Linked DNA regions of Bos taurus: region 1 is linked to region 2. Evidence: chromatin contacts called from public Hi-C data. All regions are on one chromosome and are shown on one strand. Each heading gives the region's core, a stretch centred on a gene start, on an enhancer-like site or on the middle of the called end of the contact. The rest is flanking DNA. Distances are from core to core; before and after follow the strand shown.

What was found. A called contact is a pair of places that touch in the nucleus more often than the background predicts.
Region 1: a contact with region 2 is called in a Hi-C map of an unstated tissue, with 3 times the contacts expected there. The contact joins the enhancer-like site here to the promoter of TIGD3 in region 2. A contact is called at or near these places in 2 of 11 Hi-C or Micro-C datasets (skeletal muscle and an unstated tissue).

What each region holds. Positions count from the first base shown.
Region 1 is chr29:43,670,311-43,673,368 of ARS-UCD2.0, forward strand. It overlaps LOC112444863 (a long non-coding RNA gene), which reads right to left. Exons shown (of 2, transcript XR_009493394.1): 1 at 1-3,058. Among named protein-coding and RNA genes, the nearest start is that of SCYL1, 33 kb to the right of the region's middle. Within about 2 kb of position 1,296, at least 98 of the 102 cell types and tissues checked have an H3K27ac peak or open chromatin away from gene starts, as enhancers often do. A contact at or near this core is called in skeletal muscle, where this site is marked.
Region 2 is chr29:43,552,089-43,555,031 of ARS-UCD2.0, forward strand. It overlaps TIGD3 (tigger transposable element derived 3), which reads left to right and starts at 1,664. Exons shown (of 2, transcript XM_005227228.5): 1 at 1,664-2,565.

The DNA.
Region 1 (3,058 bases), core at 46-2,545, 120 kb after region 2:
CGCTTTAGCTGCGTGGAAGGCGTGTCTGGAAACCACCGGCGCCATTGTCTTTTCTAAATCCTCAGCCCTCGCCCGCGAGACAGGTCCCCCTTGCAGTCGGGAGAACTGAGGCATGTCTTCAAACGTCGGAGACGCAGCAGTTCTCCTTTCCCGGTGCTTCCCTCGGATTTCCCTTTTGGTAGGACAGAGAACGTGTTTTTAAAATGGACTACTGATTAACCTGGACAAAGAAAAGGCTTTGGGTTTGGGAAAAAGTTATTTCTCTTTGTGCTCTACTTTTAAAAGTCTTAAGGGAATCAAAATGGAGATAATACAAAATTTGGGGAGGGGGGAAAACCACAAAAACCTAGTAAACCCTTAACTAAAGGTTCACAACATTTTAGAACACGTTCCTTCCGCGAGTGGCAGCCGAAGGTCTGTCTTTGACAGTGAAACCATTGGCTTTTCCGGATACTTGAAACAGCACACGTTTGGAAAGAACAGAAAGTCCAGGCCATGTCTAAACAGGCTACCAAAAGTGTAGGAGTCTAGCTGGTATTTAGTAAATACAAAATCAACAACAAAAGCCAAGTAACAAGCCCACCATTGTGTTAAGCCCTTCAGATGGGTCCAGCTCTATTGCAGGGGACAACAGTAAACGGTGACTGTTGAGAGATTTTCCGGAAGTGGATTTCTACAATTAGTAGAATTCTTAAGTGGATAACCCGGAGTAGCTGTATTTTACGAATAAAAGGCCAAATGAGCCGGGTGAGGTATAAACATCAAAACCACCTCGCAGGACCTGAGACCGTTTTTGTGTTTTTTTTTTTGGGGGGGGGGGTGCCTCCCAAAACTTTACGGCTTCTAAAATGGCTGCGGTCTGTAGTTGTGAGGCTGAAGTTCGGTTGCATAATGGAAAGGAAGGCCGTCAGGAAACTTAACCTTCTTTCCAAAACCACTGACTTGTACCCAATGTACTCCAAGGAAACACGAAAAGTATTTTAAAACCTACTAGAAACATTCCCACGTAACGGCGCTTAGTTTTTATGAGCTATTCGATGTTTATTTAGATGTGCTTTTCATTGTTTTTGCCCAAATTTTCAGCTCAAATCTATTTGCTAATAAGTACAAGGTACAGGGCTTGCAAGCAAGTTGGATAAACTGTTAGGAAAAATCCAGAAAGTTTTGTAAATGAGATTCTATTTTTACCTCTTCAGAGGAACTATTTTTGCTTTCCTCACAAAGGCGGCGGAGGAGTATTGAATACCGGAGGTGTGAGCTGTACTTGTTCTATAAATACTCCGCTGCGGACTGTGCGACAGGCATTGAGGCAGCGAGCGCAGAGATGGCTTTAGGGATGGAGATGCTGCTTGAGGAGCCCGCAGATAAGTTTTTCTATTAAAAAAGATAGGCGTTAGTGTATTTCTTTAGGGATTATAAGTAGTGAAAATACGGAGATACTGCTTTGCATTAAGTTCTTAGATAAATTTTAGGGAAAATATGAAGACTTAAAGAGTAGTTGGAGAAAGGAAGAGGGAAGAAAAAAGATAATTTTAGAACCTGAGGGAGGTTAAGAGCTGAAATTTTTTCATGGAGTGAAAAATTTAAAAGAATTGATGAGCTAGGACTGCAATGTCTGGATTTTTTTTTTAAAGCCTTAACTTGAAGGGCAACCTTTTACCTTAACATTAAAACGTTGGGTTACGTAAATCGAACCTAAACGTTTTAAAAGGTTGAGTTGTAGGTGATTAAAATACTACAAAGGCCATCTTAAGATTTAACTGAAGGTGGTTTCAGAAATAATGCCTTCAGATTCACGGCGCAGTAAAAATGGCGTCATTTGAAGCCTGCTTGATACTAAGGCTTTGTTTGGCTAAAGTTGACGGAAATATTAGGAATGGTAGGAAAGAAAATTGGAAGTTTGAAGTGGAAAATTCGGAAGACAGAAGTACAGGAAGGTGAAGAAAAAACTAGAGAAGATAAGAGATACACGTTTTAGAAGATAAAACCTGAGCCTAGTAAGTAGGCAGAAAAAGACAAATCTAGGAGAAAATTGAAAATACGGTCGAGTGCTTAAGATAGAATGAAAAGAAAGCTATTGGACGCAAACATACAAGATAGACGTCCAAAAATTTAGATAGTTCAAAATCAATAATGTTGGATAAATTACAGGAACAAAAACTAAGGAAATTTTTATAGCCAATAAGAATTTATTGTAAAAGCCCATCAACTTATTTCTGGTGGTGCAAAAGTTAGATCTCAGAAGATGAGGGTTTTTTTTTTTAAAACTACTGTAGACCAGGACCAACTTAGAAGAAAATCCGGAAACTAGGAGAGTCAATTTAAAATCTCAGCAAAAAGTTACTGAAGGGGACTGAAGTAACTTAAAAGTTAAGAATGTATTTGGGAGAGTTAAAAATCTGAAAGGCCTTAAATGCGGTAGCGTAGTTTCCTTTGGAAAATGTAAAGGACTTTATAAGTGAATTAAATTGAAGAGCAAGAATAACCATCGAGTTATTGGACTTTGAGCTAAGATGAATGTTTAAATCCTGAGGACTAGGCGCTAAATAACAGCTGACGCAGGTGCTACGCAGAAGTGGATTCAGTGAAGCTAGGAAGACAGGAGCGGCAGACAGGATTCGGAGCCAGTGTTGGTGAAAACTAGGACTGAGGAGCCAGCGGCAGTTCGTGAAGATAGGAAAGAGAAGCCCGGGAGCCAGTGCGACTTGGTGAAGGAAGCTAGGAAGAAGGAGCGAGTCCTAACGATTTGGAGGTGAAGCTAGGAGAGGATTCCAGGAAGGAGGAAGCCAGTGCGGTGTGGTGAAGCTAGCGTGCGGCTTGGCTTGGCAACCACGCGGAGGCGGCGAGCAGGCGGAGTGGAGGATAGATAGAGGATCCTAGAGCAGCAGACCAGTGTACGAGCCCCGCAGGGAGAGCCAGTGGTGTGGTAAAAATCCGTGAAGTCGGCACTATCGTGGGTTTTTTTTCCTCCTGTAACTCAGTATGGTAATATCTCTTATTAAATTTTCCTAATAGTAATGGGGGAGTTGTGTACTTAAGCATAAAGGGGATTTTATTA
Region 2 (2,943 bases), core at 414-2,913:
TCTTTGGGGGAGATTCTGCTGGATTTGTACATGCAAGTAATGACAACTTTATAACAGTTGACCTTGCAATTTAAGATACTTAAAAATAGGTCCAGAAGCTTGATTATTATATAAATAGAATGACAAGAAGACTCATGACATCATGATGAGACATGACTTTTTGTATAAGCCGTGAACATGAGATGAGAGACCCCAACCTTGTGAGTGAGCCCACAGTGCAGTGCTACAGCCTTTCCAGACAGATTTATGAGCACAAAAAGGAGTTTCTTTTTCCTTCAGCCAACACGTGAAAGGTATGAATCAGTTATGAACCCCCTGAAACATGCTTAGGGTTTTCTGGGCCAGCCTGAAGGCCACTTGTTCCTCCTGGAAGGCAGAGTGGCCTGGGCCCCTGTGCTCAGTTAAGTAAGCCAGGTGCTCCAGTTTGGAATCGTATTAGGGACACAGCACAGCCCCCATCCGCCTGTCAGTACCTGGAAGTAGGCCTGGAGCAGAGGGAGTAAAGCAGTGAAATGATCCTTGCTGGTGGACTAAGTGTAGAAGATGAGATGCTGATGAGAGCCCTGTATCATTGAGAAGAGATTTGGAAAGGTTGCTGAAGGAGGATTTAGGATGGGACATAGAAGGATGGAAGAGGGATCAGGGTTGGGATGGGAAGGAAAGCCTGTGAGAAAGGGGACTCACCTGTGGCCCCAGACTTTGACTTGACTAAAGGGAGAGGAAAGCAGTCTAGAGCTGAGGATTCGGCACTCCAGACGCGGGGTTAAAGTCTACTTTGGACTTCAAAGAACTGAAGTCTACCAAGGAAAGGAATACTAAATCTTGACTTTAGGAACTTGAGTCTTGCCAAAAAGATACCAAAACTAAATAAAAATTAATCTCCACATGCCCTAACTCAGAACTAGCCCCAAGCAAGTAGTCTTGAAGGAGGAGACAGAATAGACTCTATTTTGAAAGCAGGACTCCATCTTGGGCCAGACTGTGGACTTTGAGCTGTATGTCCAGTATCTATGGAAACGACATACCAACAGGAAAACCAGACCCCCGGATGGAAGAGCCCCAGGGCTCATACCTAGACTCTCCATGGCCTGAAAGAATACCCTGATTATCTGTGTAACCCAATAGTCATAAATTTTATTATGCTTCTTGGGGTATGACCACAGGCCTGTTGATAATTGTCCCCTGTTAACCACAGTAGACTTAAGGCATATGAATCATGGGTTAACTTTGTATCTTTCTTTTCCTTTGTTCAGACTAGTTTCAGGGAATTTGGGGAGGTGGGTTTGGGCAGATACACTTAGGGTATTGTAGCCACGCATTCTGGGAAACAAACTCACTCGGACAATACAGATAGTGGAGTGCAGTTTATTACACCAGCAGGCCCAAAGCAGTCTCCGCTTAGCCAAGAACCCCGACCGGTTTTTGTGAAAACCTTATATACCCTAAGTGTACAGTGCCCAAACCCACTTCCCCAAATTCCCTGTAACTAGTCTGAACAAAGGAAAAGAAAGATACAAAGTAGCCTAGGTAGTTAACAGTGGACAATTAGCAATAGGTCTGTGGTCATACCCCAAGAAGTATAATAAAATTTATGATTCCATTGGGTTACACAGATAATCAGGGTATTCTTTCAGGCGACGGAGAGTCTAGGTATGAGCCCTGGGGCTCTTCCATCCAGGGGGGTCTGGTTTTCCAGTTGGTATGTCATTTCCATAGATACTGGGCATACAGCTCAAAGTCCACAGTATGGCCCAAGATGGAGTCCTGCTTTCAAGATGAAGCTTCCTCTGTTTCCTCCTTCACGGGTATATAAGGTTTTCACAAAAACTGGTTGGGGTCCTTACCTAAGAGGAGAGTCTGCCTTGGGCCCGCCGGTGTAATAAACTGCACTCCACTATCTGCGTTGTCCTTCTGAGTGAGTTTGTTTCCCAGAATGCATGGCTACAACAGTCTGTTGTACCTTGGCTGACCGACCTGAGGTCAGTGCTGTCCATGGTAACATCTTTTGTGTGGCTTATAACCTGCTTCTATTTTTCAAAGACCACTGGGTAAGGGGAACGAGATCTGTTTGGTAGATGAGGAAGCTGCCTAGGGTCACGGCCAGGAAGACGTACTGCGTCCACGCTGTCGAGTCCTGTCAGGCTCCGAGGGCCGGGTCCCTGAGGCTGGCGGCGCATGCAGGACTCCCGCCGCGACCAGTCTCCGCCTCGCCATCCCTTCTTGCAGAAAGCTCCGTCCCCTCGGGGACCTGACGACCCGCCACTTTCGCAATGTCCAATGAGACTTAGCCGGGGGCGGGACGGACTTCACCGAAGGCCTATCTAATTGGTTCGGGGCGGGGCTGCGGCGGGTGGATGCTGAGCGGCGGACATCGGTCTTCCCAGCCTGGAGAGACCCCCGCGCGGGCTGCGCGCAGAGGGTGCGCGCGCCCGCCGCCCGCGCAGCCCCTCTGTCCGCTCGGCGCGTCCCTCTCCTGCTCTCCGGTAGCCGCCGGGAGAGGGGCTCGGGAGTCCGGCCCCAGCCAGAGCTGGGACCCGGGCGGCAGCCGCGGGACGAGCGCCTGAGGTGGGTGCAGAGCGGAAGGGCTGGAAGCCGGGAGGCGGGGAGGCCGGGCAGGCAGATGACTGGGTCCGCCCTGCCGATGGACTCCGGGTCACCAGAGGGAGAGGCCAGCCGAGTTGCGGAGCCCGACTCCTCGCCTGCCTGGGTCCCGGACGCTCGTCCCCCTGCCCTCCCAGGCCACAAGCCTCCCCGCTGAGGACAACCCGCCCCTCTCGCTGCCCGCGGCCTCCTAACCCCTCCTGCCCTTTGTCGCCTGTGCACCTGCCTTTCGGCCTTGTGTTTCCATCCACCCCCTCTCCAGGCCGGACCCCGGCCCAGCCTTCCCTGCTCAGGACCCAGCCCCAAATTAGACTTGCTTCTTCAGCCCCTAGTCCGTCCCTC